Regions from separate parts of the Sus scrofa genome. Here region 1 is linked to region 2. Evidence: chromatin contacts called from public HiChIP or PLAC-seq data. All regions are on one chromosome and are shown on one strand. The core of a region is the stretch at or near the end of the contact, and the rest is flanking DNA. Distances in the headings are between cores, read along the strand shown.

What was found. HiChIP or PLAC-seq counts read pairs in DNA pulled down with a chosen protein or histone mark.
Region 1: a contact with region 2 is called in an H3K27ac HiChIP or PLAC-seq map of alveolar macrophages. The contact joins the promoter of MED19 here to the promoter of MPEG1 in region 2. A contact is called at or near these places in 1 of 5 promoter capture datasets (liver) and 1 of 2 datasets of contacts at active chromatin or transcription factors (alveolar macrophages).

The regions. Positions count from the first base shown.
Region 1 is chr2:13,238,451-13,245,112 of Sscrofa11.1, forward strand. MED19 (mediator of RNA polymerase II transcription subunit 19) reads left to right here and starts at 2,861. Exons shown (of 5, transcript XM_003122715.5): 1 at 2,861-3,257. The coding sequence starts at 2,990. It overlaps TMX2 (thioredoxin-related transmembrane protein 2), which reads right to left and starts at 2,820. Exons shown (of 8, transcript XM_005660896.3): 1 at 2,397-2,820. The coding sequence starts at 2,585.
Region 2 is chr2:12,191,973-12,199,369 of Sscrofa11.1, forward strand. MPEG1 (macrophage expressed 1) reads left to right here and starts at 2,331. Exons shown (of 1, transcript NM_001267892.1): 1 at 2,331-4,622. The coding sequence starts at 2,425. The coding sequence ends at 4,578. It overlaps DTX4 (E3 ubiquitin-protein ligase DTX4), which reads right to left. Exons shown (of 9, transcript XM_013994298.2): 9 at 5,971-7,397.

The DNA.
Region 1 (6,662 bases), core at 1,611-4,110, 1.0 Mb after region 2:
TATGCCATCCATTTCTTTTGTTAGAGAAACATAAAGCAAATTACAGGACTTCCTGCTGGTGCACCATGGGACTGACAGTGTCTCTGCAGCACCAGGACTAGGGTTTGATCCCCAGCCCAAAACAATGGGTTAAAGGACTCTTTGTTGCCGCAGCTGCAGCATAGCTGTAACATCATAGAGGTGGTATGTACTCTCTACTAACTCACTGCAGATGACATATCAACCTTTCATCTGATGGCTTGAGATGATCATTGCCTAGATTTATTATTTCATTAGAGTGCTACATAATTTTTATTTTATTTTTAGGGCAGAACCTGCAGCATATGGAAGTTCTCAGACTAGGGGTCAAATAAGAGCCGCAGCTACCAGCCTGCACTACAGCCACAGCAACACTGGATCTGAGCTGCATCTGCCACCTACGCCACAGCTTGTGGCAACACCAGATCCTCAACCTACTGAGAGGTCAAGGATCAAACCTGCATCCTCACAAAACATTCTGTCAGGTTTCTAAACCACCAAGACACAACAGGAACTCCAGAGTGCTACATAATCTTTAAATGCTATCACTCTTTCTGTATTACTTCAAATTCTTCTAGTAGGAAATTAACATTCCCTTATCAACTATTTATTACTCTGACAGTGTATAGAGGAAAAGCAAAGTGCTTGATTATTTCTTTTATTTAATAAAATAGAAATGAACTTTTATTCTGTTTAGCCACTGAAATTTTTTTTTTTCCTTTTTTTTTTTTCAGTGCTGCAGCCTCAGGATGTGGAAGTTCCTAGACTTGGGGTCGAGTTGGAGCTACAGCTACTGGCCTACATCACAGTCACAGCAACGTAGGATCTGAGCCACATCTGTGACCTACAACACAGCTCATGGCAATGCTGGATCCCCGACCCACTGAACAAGACCAGGGATTGAACCTGAATCTTCATGGATACTAGTTGGATTGCTTCCATTGCTCCACAACAGGAACTCCCTCTTTTTTTCTTTTTCTTCCACCCACAGCATATGGAAGTTCCTGGACCAGGGATCGAACCCGTACTTCCAAGGAACTGCAGTTGGATTCTCAACCCACCGCACCATGGTGGGAACTCCAAGCCACTGAAATTTTGAGGTTTACCTGTTATTGCTAAGATTATTTACCTTAATATTCTAACTTCCAAATCACCAAGGAAATAGTAAAAGATTTTTTCCAGGAAAACAAACACTAGCTATAAACTCTAAATAGTTAAAGGTCCCTACTTAATAGGTTCTTTTGGAGTTCCTGTCATGGCACAGTGGAAACGAATCTGACTAGTACCCATGAGGATCCGGGTTCAATCCCTGGCCTCGCTCAGTGGGTCAGGGATCTGCCATTGCCTTGAGCTGTGGTGTAGATCTGAGACAGAGCTTGGATCCCACGTTGCTATGGCTGTGGCATAGGCTGTAGCTCTGATCTGACCCTAGCCTGGGAACCTCCATACCCCGCAGGTTCGCCCCCCTGCCCCCCAAATGGATCTTTTGAAGCACCACAGCTATACATGAGCTACTTAATAACACTGGGAAAGAACGGCGGAAGTACGAAAAAGTAAACAAGGGAAGGAGAATAAAAGTAAGGAAGTAAGTTCTGTCAAAAGTCAAGACTCATTCTGGGACCTGGAAAAAAAAAAAGACAAAAACTCAGGAAGGCCCTCCTTCCTCGTAACACAGATTCAGCTATACAGAAGGGGGCACAGAACTTCATCTTATTTTTCTGAGTGGTCCTTCCACTTCTACTTAGGAAGTACTGCAAGAGAGTTCAGATTGATTTCTTTACAATGAATTTTTTTTACAATTCCATTTCAATAGGCCTAAAACTTTATTCATTTTTACATTCTCAGGATGCAGCACAGTGCCTAGCATACAGTCCTCCCTCTGCAGTTGTTAACTGAATTAAAATGACTGATGGTGCTGCTGCTTTGGCCAGAAGAGTGGTTTCAAGTCCCAGCCACTCACTAGTTGTGTGACCTTGGACAAGTCTCCTAACTACGCCGAGATCAATTTCTTCATCAGTGAAACGAGATTACTACTACTTGCCTTGTTTACCTCACTGATTCCTCAAGAGGCTTTACATAACGAGAGCAGCACTGTAAAACAGTGCAGATGCCTCGTTTGGGTAGGTACGAATTGTGAGACGGAAAGGACCTTGGACTCAGGAGTCAGAAGACCCCGGCAGGCTAACTCGCTGTATTCCCATCTTAAACGTGAAGAGGTTTACACTCGACGACCGCCCAGGCTCTAGATTCTTAATAGCTTAAGTCCGCTACAGGTTGGGAACCTCAGGTGTTCTCAAACAGGTGAACCTCGCATCTCGTAGATGCAACCTAGGACAGGGTGTCAAGGTCGCGGGGTCCTAAGGCGGGGGGTCGCTCACCCAGTCAAAGTCACACGGGTTGCCGTCTTCGCGTTGCGTGGGGAGATTGTAGCAGACAGGGGGCAGCTTCCTCACGAGTAGGAAGGCAGCAGAGAGGAGGGCTGACAGAAGGTAGTAAGGTCGGGCCAGCCATCGTGATAGTCGAGGTATCGAATAAATAAGAGCAATTAAAGGCGCGAGAACCGCCATCTTCCCGGCTCTAGCGGCGCCAGCCGCTCCACGGAGTCCGTGAGCCTGGTCCCGCCTCTCCCATCATTGTGCTTCCATTGGGCCTAGTCTCGGATGCACCGCCTCTAGATCCGGAAGCAGATCTCTGACTGGCTTCTGCGTCAGGTTAAAAATGGAGAAAGGGCTTTGATATTTTATTGGCTAATCTAGCTGTCTTTTTTTCCACCTAAATCGTTTTATTGGACATATGCGACTGCGGCAAGTAGGAGATACAGGAGAATTTAAATAAAGTTAAATAGTACTTCCGGAACGTTCTCAGAAGGCGACGGAAGTAGTTGCAGGAAGAAGGTAGGAAGGGCCCGAGGCAACCCAATGGTGAGAGGCTCCTGAAAGAGGAGGGCGGTACTCTGTGAAAAGATTGACCAATGAACGTCACCAACGCCAGACACCGAGACAGCGCCGGGGCGGAGGAGGCGATGGAGAATTTCACGGCGCTGTTCGGAGCTCAGGCTGACCCACCACCGCCCCCGACCGCACTTGGCTTCGGACCTGGAAAACCTCCACCCCCACCGCCTCCTCCTCCGGGCGGGGGGCCGGGCCCCGCCCCGCCCTCTACCGCGGCCACAGCCGCTCCCGGCTCCGACAAGTCAGCGGCCGGTTGTGGCCCCTTCTACCTAATGCGGGAACTGCCGGGTGAGTACAAGGCCTGGTCAAAGCCAGCCAATCAGATCATAGCGAGGAGAGGCGGGGCGTGGCTCTCAGCCTTCCGACTGGGGTGAGGGGTAACCTAGGCAACGCGTGGCGCGATTTCGGAACACTATACTAGAAGAGGTTCTGAGGATTCACAACCGAAAGAATGATTGGAATTGGGATGGATTAGGGGTGGGAAGAGAGTGGATCTCCCTGACCACCTTTCACGCCCGATCCTGCCCCTGACGCTGGTTTTTGACTCCCTAAAGATTATCCTAGCTTTGAGTTTGGTATTTGAGGGTCCTGATTTAACATCCCTGCGGACCCAGTTCCAGATCTGCTTCAAACTTCCTGTTGGTTTGGGACATGTTGTCTTTCTTCCTCTGGGCCTCGGGGTTTCAAAATGTGTTCGAAGAAGTGATTAGAATTAAACCAGGTTCTTTCATTCAAAAAATTATTTTGTTGCGCACCCACTCTGTGTACCAAGCACTCTTCCAATTGCTGAAGATACAGCTGTGAACAAAACTGACAAGATCCTTGCCTGTTTGGGAGTTTACCTGCCAGTGGAGGAGTCAAAGAGTGATAAACAGATATCTGCGGATAAACAGATAGTATCAGATAGTGGTTATGGCTACAAGGGGGAAATGTGATAAAGAATTGAGGGGGCAGAACTGCTTTAGCTAGAGTGATCAGGAGAGCCCTTTCTGAGTAGATAACATTAGAGCTAAAATATAAGCACAAAGGAAGAGCTAGCCATTTATGAGTGGGAGGAGAGAGAACTCTAGATACAAAAAATGAGATTAGAAGGCCCAATGTGAGAATAACCTTGAATATTTGAGGGACAGAAAACCACTTGCACTCCGGGGAAGTGAACAGGGAAAGAGCGATAGGAGATGAAGGTGGGAGAGTAGGCAGAGGCCTCTATAAGACATTTTAAGTTCAGGGGGAACCATTTTGACACAAGAGTCTGAAGTGATCTAACTTCTAACTTATTTGCTTATTTTCAATCATTCGAGCAGCTCTATTAAGGAAGCAAAGTGGGGGAGTTCCCGTCATAGCACAGCAGAAATGAATCCGACTAGGAAGCATGAGGTTGTGGGTTTGATCCCTAGCCTCACTCAGTGGGTTAAGGATCCAGTGTTGTCCTGTGCTGTGGTGTAGGTTGCAGACGCAGCACAGCTCTAGCATTGCTGTGGCTCTGGTGTAGGCCGGCACCTGTAGCTCTGATTTGACCCTTAGCCTGGGAACCTCCATATGCCTTGGGTGCTGCCCTTAAAAAAAAAGAAGAAAAGTGGGAAAATTGGTCAGAAGTTACAGCTTAGTAGTTCAGGAAAGAGATGATAGTTTGAACTAGGAAATAGCAGTAGAGGAGAGAAGTAAATGGATGCCAAATAAATGTTAGAGGTAGAACTGACAGGAATGCAGGATTGAAAATAGAATTGAAGGACAGAGGAATTGAGGGCAGTTTGGAAATGTTTGGCTTGAATAATTAGGTGGATGGTAGTGCTAAGATCAGGAAAGGACAGGTTTGAGGAGATGGATATCAAGTCATTTTGGACATGTTAAGTCTCCAGGATGACATTTAGTTCATCCCAAGTCCTACTGCTACATCAAGAGCTGAAGGAGGGGAGTTCCTGTCACGGCTCAGAGGAAACGAATCTGACTGGTATCCATGAGGACACAGGTTCGATCCCTGGCCTTGCTCAATGGGTTAAGGATCCGGCGTTGCTGTGGCTGTGATTGTAGGCCAGTGGCTACAGCTCCCATTCAACCCCTAGCCTAGGAACTTACATATGCCACAAATGCAGCCCTAAGAGAGTAAAGATTTAAAAAAAAAAAAAAAAAGAGCTGAAGAAGGAGTTCCTACTGTGGCCTAGCCAGTTAAGGATCTGGCATTGCCACAGCTGTAGCAATAGGTTGCAGCTTCGGCTTGGATTCGATTCCTGGCCTTAGAACTTCCTTGTACCATGGGTATGGCCCAAAAATATCTGAGGGAAATGATTTGTTACAGACCTTGAAATTCACAGTGCAGTTAGATATGTTTTAGTGTTTAATACTTACAATAGCCCCTTGAAATAGGCATTGTTATCTGCTTTTTAAAGCTGAAAAACTAAAGCATAGAGAGGTTGACTTGACTTTAGTTAGTGATTGATGTCTACCAGCAGTTTATTTAACCTTAACTTATTTTGATTGTACCTATTTACATTAATCACTTGAATATCTGTTCTGGGCAAATCCTGGGTATAAAGGAGACATATGATGAGAAGAGGAGAGAGATGAGTAAGCCTGGTCCTTGTATTTTTTTTTTTTTTTTTTTTTGTCTTTTTTTGCTATTTCTTGGGCGGCTCCCACAGCATATGGAGGTTCCCAGGCCAGGAGTCCAATCGGAGCTGTAGCCAGAGCCACAGCAACGCAGGATCCGAGCCGCATCTGCAACCTACACCACAGCTCACGGCAATGCCAGATCGTTAACCCACTGAGCAAGGGCAGGGACCGAACCCGCAACCTCATGGTTCCTAGTCGGATTCGTTAACCACTGCGCCACTACGGGAACTCCTGGTCCTTGTTTTTGAGCAAATAATTTTACCTAAGACTTCAAAGTGTATGGTTTAAGAATAAAGTAGTGATTATTCTTTCTTTCTTTCTTTCTTTCTTTTTTTTTTTGTCTTTTGTCCTTTTAGGGCTGCATCGGAGGCATGTGGAGGTTCCCAGGCTAGGGCTCTAATCAGACCTGTTGCTGCTGGCCTAGGCCAGAGCCACAGCAATGCCATATCTGAGCCACATCTTCGACCTACACTACAGCTCATGGCAGTGCCGGATCCTTAACCCACTGAGCAAGGCCAAGGATCAAACCCTCAACCTCGTGGTTCCTAGTCAGATTTGTTTCCGCTGCACCATGACGGGAACTCTGTGATTATTACTTCTTGTCAGAGCCAATGTCATTATTTTCTGGTCATGCCTCACAAACTACTAAGAACCACATGACTACATGATGGTTTTCAAAATGTGTTCCGTCTTATTCAAAATGACAGCAAGAATAAGCTGTCACTTTAGCTGGACTTTGAAGACTTCAGATTGTTTAAGAAAATTAAGAATTTTCCTAGAATTAGGTCAATCTTCCTAAAAGAAATTTTCTAAAAGGAAACAATATGAGGGGTGTTTTGTTTTGTTTAGTTTTGCTTCAGGAGATGATGGATACCCATTTCAGTGGATCAGAAATTTTGCATGGGAGAATAGTGTTGGTTAGGCCTCAAAGCTAAGTTACAGTAAGATGTGTTTAACCATGGGTCCCAGTTAAAGGAGTTTGAGCTTTTTGCCGAGGGAATAGGAAACCATTGAGATTTTTGAACTGAGTACTGCTTCTAAAGATATCTGGAGGAGTTCCCATCGTGGCTCAGTGGTTAACGA
Region 2 (7,397 bases), core at 1,081-3,580:
TCTTTTTGGAGGAAGTGAAATCACTCTCCTGCCACACAGATGCATAACTTTTGTAGAAAAGTTGCTTTTATCTTTTAAAGACCAAAGTGGAGCTTTTAGATCCAGGCCCTTGAAAGTGGCCATCTGGAGGGTTTATGCGGTTGCTTCTGCAGTTCAGCACAAGAAATAGTGGAAAAAATTACTGGTGAGCAGAGTAGAGCGGGAAAGGAATGGGTGGCGGGCTCTGGTCAAACTTCTATAGGTCGTTTCCTCCTACCTGACCGCTATGAGCAGCAATTCCTGCTGGTGGCATGCAAATTTAATTTGAGCCGAAATTCCCAACATTTGCACTTCCTCTTTTATTGTTTCTCTGTGAACTGAAAAGAGAACTTCCTTGAGCACAGAAAACATAGGCCCTGGCATATGAAAATTCCAGAAATATTTGATTTCTTTTGTTTTTTAAATGTATATTTATTGCTTATTTTTCTGAGTACAAAAATAACAGTTATCTATCCCTGCATTTTAGTAGATTCTCAATAAAAAATTGTCAAAATGAGTAAAAACACGCTCATTACCGAAAACACAACAAACAAAGAAAAAAAGAAAAAAATTAAATAATTCATAACGCCTACCAACTAGATATAATTGCCATCAATGGGCTGGTCCCCTGATTATGTTTGTACATAGCTGAGGTCATCTTGAATGTATATCACGCTTTTGTCACTTAACATTAAGGCTGAAGAATCTTCTTTGTTATTAAAATCTTTTGAATATATAATTAGGATGTCTGCCGAATATTTTGTCTTATGGATGAGATATAATTTCACTCTTGTTGGCTCTTTTAGCTATTTTCAGTTTTTTGCTACGATAAAAATAAAGAGGAAAACTGTTACCAGCGTCCCCCAAAGACAATGGCCAGGTGTTTAGAGATATAGGAACACTTGAATATAGAATTATCTATATTTACTTTGCTTGCATTCTCATTAAATCAGAATGAGGTCTCATCACAATCTATTAAAAAAAAAAAGCAAAAAGTAAGAAATTGTCAGTAGGTCTCCGAAACAGTAAGAGTTGTCTGATTCTGATGAACTAGCCCTGAAGTAGTTTGAAGGGAAGTATGTGGATATTTCAACAGACTTTTTGGAAATATGCAAGGTATTCAACTCTAATTTTTCTCATTCTAGGATCATTCTACTGAGCTATAAACTTATAGCTAAATGATTTACAAATTAACCAGGACATACTGCATAGAGACTTGCTTCTCTAGCCAAATATAAAACAGATACTGGTTCATTAATTAATCCCCCTTGAGTGCAAATGAATTCCCCAGAGCATGATAACTGAGGCATGAATAGACCCAGAATATGGTATTTCTGGGTTTTCGGAACACCATCATGGTTTTATGAATAATTAGTGATGCTCTGCCTGTGAAGCTGGGAAACTGGCCTCATTATTTCTGCACACACTTGTCAGCTGCATCAGTGATAATGTGCTATAATACAATTCCTTGAAACCTTTTCAGAATGCATACAGGTTGTCTGTGAATTCAAACGTGATCTTTTCAGGCTCAGCACTCCCTCTGGTTCATGGTATGATTTGGGGAACCATGAGGGTGCAATTGAGAGCTTCTGTGAACTCCTATGGATTCCCTGGGTACCACTCAATGTATGAGTTGTCCCAAAGAGTTGACAGAGCCGGGCTTCAGTTAAGCCTGGTTCTCGATCAATGGCCTAGAAACACTGTTCTAAATCGTGCAGTTTCCTACACTGATTTAGCATTAGCACACAAAAGCAAAGTCATGAAATTTTCTTCTCCTAATGATATAACAAATGAGCTGTTGTCTTAGAAAACTTGAGTCATGAAGAGCTACATTCATTTTGATGCACCTATGCTGGTTACACGAACTTAACAATGAAATGAAACAATAAAAGCAATAGGCACCAACTTATTGCCAACCCCTACACACAGGAAAAGGAAACTGGTATTGAAGTCCCAGGAGAGAGGAGGTAGGGAAAATTTGAAATATCAAGAGAGTGAACCAAAAAAAAGCAAAATCCAAGCTTTCTTTCAAAGCCAGAAATCTCACATGGAGTTAAGAGTAAAGCATGGGGTTGTACTTTTTCTAAGTGTCCACTACTGCTGCAGAGTAGCCAGCTTGGGGCTGAAGGAAGTAGGGAACCTCTGGGAAGTTCAGGATTATGGATATGGGGCTGCATTCGCATATGTAGTAGAATACAATGCTCTTCAACACATCGATGGACCTTCGTATTCCAACTCACTCTCATTTCCCCATTTGCGATTAGACTAGCCTAAAGAGGAACCAGTGGCTTTAGAACTGCTGAACTTTTTGTTTCAGCAACGACTTTCTTTCCAAGCAGTTCAGTCTGCACAGAGCTCGCTGGCTGTTGCTGAGGGCTGACGTGACAGGCTGGGGCTGTCTGAGCCATGAACGGCTTCAGGGGTGCCATCCTTATCTGGGCAGTGGCAGTGTGGGCTAAAACGGACACATCTCTGGGAGAGGCAGCTGAGGCTGGATTTCAAAAATGCAAGAATGCCTTAAAACTACCTGTCCTGGAAGTCCTACCAGGAGGTGGCTGGGATAATCTTCGGAATGTGGACATGGGACGGGTGATGGACCTGACGTACACCCACTGCAAGACCACAGAGGATGGACAGTACATTGTCCCTGACGAGATCTTCACCATTCCCCAGAAACAGAGCAACCTGGAGATGAACTCAAAAATCCTTGAGTCCTGGGTCAATTACCAGAGCACCACCTCTTACTCCATCAACATGGAGCTCTCTCTTTTTTCCAAAGTCAATGGCAAGTTCTCACCTGAGTTCCAGAGGATAAAGAGCCTCCAGGTGAAGGATCAAGCTGTGACTACCCAGGTTCAGCTAAGAAACCTGGTCTACACGGTCAAAATCAACCCAGATGCAGAACTAAGCTGGGGGTTTAAAAAGGAGCTCATGGACATCTCTGAACGTCTGGAGAACAACCAGACACGGATGGCCACCTACTTGGCGGAACTCCTGGTCCTCAACTATGGTACCCATGTCATCACCAGTGTGGATGCGGGCGCTACTCTCATTCAGGAGGACCACATCAGATCCTCCTTCCTCCAGGACAGCCAGAGCAGCCACAGTGCTGTGACTTCATCTGCTGGAATCACCTTCCTAAACATCGTGAACTTCAAACTTGAGGAGAGCTACATCTCCCAGAATGACTTCACCAAGAACTACCTCTCCAACCGAACCAACTCCAGGGTGCAAAGCATCGGAGGGCTCCCTTTTTACCCAGGCATCACCCTCCAAGCCTGGCAGCAGGGCATCACCAACCACCTGGTGGCCGTGGACCGTGCTGGCCTGCCTCTGCATTTCTTCATCAACCCCGACAGGCTGCCTGACTTGCCAGGGCCCTTGGTGAAAAAGCTGTCAAAGACGGTGGAGACAGCTGTGAGACGCTATTACACCTTCAACACCTACCCTGGCTGCACAGATCTCAACTCGCCTAACTTCAATTTCCAAGCCAACGTGGATGATGGCTCCTGTGAGGGGAAAATGACCAATTTCTCCTTTGGTGGAGTTTATCAGCAATGCACCCAGCTCTCAGGGAATGAGTTTGTCCAACTCTGCCAAAACTTGGAGCAGAAGAATCCACTCACAGGTGATTTCTCCTGCCCTTCTGGCTACTCCCCCATCCGCCTGCTGACCCAGACCCATGAGGAGGGTTACAACCGCCTGGAGTGTTCACAGAAGTGCACTCTCCTCATTTTCTGCAAGACGGTGTGTGAAGATGTGTTCCGGGTGGCCAAGGCTGAGTTTAGGGCTTTTTGGTGTGTGGCCAGTGGCCAAGTGTCAGAAAACTCAGGGCTACTTTTTGGGGGCCTCTTCAGCAGTAAGAGCATCAACCCTTTGACAAACGCACAGTCGTGTCCAGCTGGCTATTTTCCCTTGAGACTTTTTGAGAACCTCAAGATATGTGCCTCGCAGGACTACGAGTTGGGATTCCAGTTTTCAGTCCCTTTTGGCGGGTTCTTTAGCTGTGTGGTCGGGAACCCCCTGGTGGATCCTGCCATATCTGGAGATTTAGGGGCGCCTTCTCTAAAAAAGTGTCCGGGGGGTTTCAGCCAACACCTAGCCCTCATCAGTGATGGGTGCCAAGTATCTTACTGTGTCAAGTCTGGGCTTTTTACAGGAGGGTTTCTACCTCCTGCCAGGCTTCCACCTTACACCCGACCACCCCTCATGAGTCAGGCTGCCACCAACACTGTCATGGTGACAAATACTGAGACTGCCAGCTCCTGGATTAAAGATCCCCAGACGCACCGGTGGAAGCTGGGAGAGCCGCTGGAGCTTCGCAGGGCCATGAAGGTCATCCATGGGGATGGCAGTGCCCTGTCTGGAGGAGCAGCAGCTGGGGTCACACTGGGGGTCACCACCGTCCTGGCAGCTGTCATCGCCCTGGCCATCTATGGCACCCGGAAGTACAAGAACAGGGGCTACCAGGCGGTCCAGGATGAGAGGCAGAGTTTGGTTCCAGGTGCTGCAGTGACTGGAGACGCCCTTGACCAAGGGCAGGAGCAGAGTCCAGCCTAGGTCCTCCCTGGAAACAGATGCTCTCATCTCCAGCCAGCCCATCACGTGTGTCTTTCATTTTCCTTTCTTCACGTCTGCCTTCCTAAGTGCAACCAATAGCAGGTACAACTTTGTGACTTTCTTAGGTCTCTGGGCTAAGAAATGAACAGAGCTACGTGGACCAGGTTGGAGGAAGGGTTGGATAGTGGTGGTGATTTTTTTTTTTCTTAAGCAAACATCATCCTAGGGCCTAAAGCATGAGGGTGGTGTCTTTTCTCTATGTGCCTCATCAAGTATCTTCACCTGAATGCTTATGTGTATAAAGAAGCAAGGGAGGATGTTAACATTTGAATTCGGAGATGATGCATTTAATCGGAGGTCAGCCATGGACTCCAATTCATGAGCTGTAAGACTTCCTTCCATTAAGGGTTACCCTCCCACTATTTTGTGTTTATTTAAAGCTGTCTGGATTTCATGCTCCTAGAGGCGGACAAAGCCCCCAGATGTCCTGGTTGGCTACTGCTTTTCAGCTCTGCAGGCTCCTGTTGATGGCATGTTTCATTTCCTCTGGGTCATCCCCACCACGGCATCTGAACAGAGAGAGGTGCCTGTACCAAGCACACGTTTTCCAACTTCCCCACAATCCAGACTTACGTAGACCAGGCCACCCTTGGACTTCAGGCCAGTGTCACAAAGTCCTCAGGAAATATTTTAAGATATAAACTTCAATTAAAATGTCAAGGGAGAAGAGATAATTGGGAGACGAGGAGTGAATGAAGGAAAGATGAAAGCTGGAAAAGATTCTAGGGCTCATGGGGAATTGGAATTCTTACCCACAGCCAACTCCCTGGTTTCATCCTCTTAACTCGTCAGAAATGGGGCCAAGAAAGGAGCTGCAGGTTTGGATCGATCAAGCATTATCACTGCATGTTCTGTTACCAAGGCGCAATCCCTTACTCTTCCAGGGATGGCCATCCCTCTTCCCATCCCCCATCATAGGCACCCCACGCCCCAACACACACGCACACACACATACACACCCCACATTCCAACAAGAAGACTTTTTCTGGGGTAGGAGACAAGGAAAAATACAAGAAGTCAAAGGAAACCCATACCTGAGTATCAGCTCCTCCCTAAGACATAAAAAGAGCAGAAAACACCAATTATTACCTTGTCTTTATTTTTTTTTTCCCAGCAGAAAGGAGGCTGACATGATCAAAGCAATGTTTTAAATGAAACAAAAAAGGCATCCAACGTCATTTGTGGTCCATTTATTACAGTGCCAGGCTGACTTTCCTGGGCCATCTAGAAGGATGCATGATTGTTCCTTGACATATGAGGCTTTGACCAATTTAAGTAACAGTCTCACTTAATTGTAATTATTAGGGTGAGCCTATTAGTGTTCTTCCTCAATTTTTTTTTAAGTTACATATTTCTTGGTGTTCCCTTGTGAGATCTGGCATTGTGACTGCACAGCTTGGGTTACTGCTGTGGCAGGGGTTGATCCCTGGCCCAGGAACTTCCATATGTCATAGGCACGGCCAAAGAAGTTATACATTTATTCACCAAGTCAAATGTCATCAGTGAGTCATCTTTAATGAAGGAGAATTTGTCCTTTCCTCATTAAATATTTGAGATCAAAAATGTTATACCAGGTCCTCCTTCAGAGGAGCTTGAAGGGTGCCAGCCTGTGAGAATTTGGGAGAGGATTATCTGCCACTCTGATACAGAGAAGTGAGTCACAGAACTGGAGCCCTGCCTTCAGCTAGGGACTCTGGTCTTTACCTCCTCTACCCCTGCTTCTGAAGCATTAAAAAGCTCTCCTAAACTTCTGGGCGTTCTGTGGGTATGTTTCAGCCAGGCTAACCCCTTTCCTGCCAATACAGACTTCTCCATGAATTCTCTGAAGGTTACTGAGTCAGAGAGACAAAGTACAGCCAGAGGCTCCCAGCCTTTTAATGCACTAACTGCCAACCAAAGGTTCTTCACAAACTTACATTTCTAAACAATGCTGCACATGAATATGCATTAAAACCTGTCCTCAAAGAACATTGTCCGACTGTTCATCCACAGAAAATCAGAACATGGGGGTCTGTGGTTTACAGTCATCAAGTCACTTTACAAAGTCAGAACCCGGGTGGGGGGTTCTCAGGCTCTGCTTTTCCAGTCCTGTTTTCCTCACTGGCCAGCTTAGGGGGCCGTCTGTGGAAAGACGAACCCAGGCTTTCAAGGAACACTACACTCTATGGGCTGTCAGAAATAGAGACACATGTGGGTGACAGAGGTGGCTGTGCAATGGCATTTTATTTTTGTGTTCTCATTGGTATCGGGAGAATCAATACTAAACTTGTATTTGAAAAACCACCAACTGTAAACAATTTGAACATACACGATGTTGTAGTTGGGTGAAGGGAACTTTAAGAAGCAAACGTTCGTGGAGTTTAAGAGGTCCTTCCCCACAGTTTCACTTTCTCACTTCCCCTCGTGATCTGTGTCTGCAGAGGAACAAGAAGTCAAGCCTGGGTTATTTGGCCAAGGATGTGGGTAGGAGAGCTGTGAAAAAAATTAGAAAAGGACTCCCCCATTCAGTGGAGGGGCTTGCAGTTGCTGACAGACCCGGGGAGGTACCCCAAATACCTCACACGTAGGTGCTCTGGTCTGCAGAAAGCAGATGGAAAAAAAAACCAAAACGGCAATTTGTGGTTGTTCACTTGCCATTTATTGTTCTGCACATACACGTCATGAGCACCAGGTGGCGATGTCCTCTCACAGAGCAACACCAAGGACTTCACACCAGTTACAAGGATTTATAATAGGACCTTCGCCTGCCCTCTCCTGAC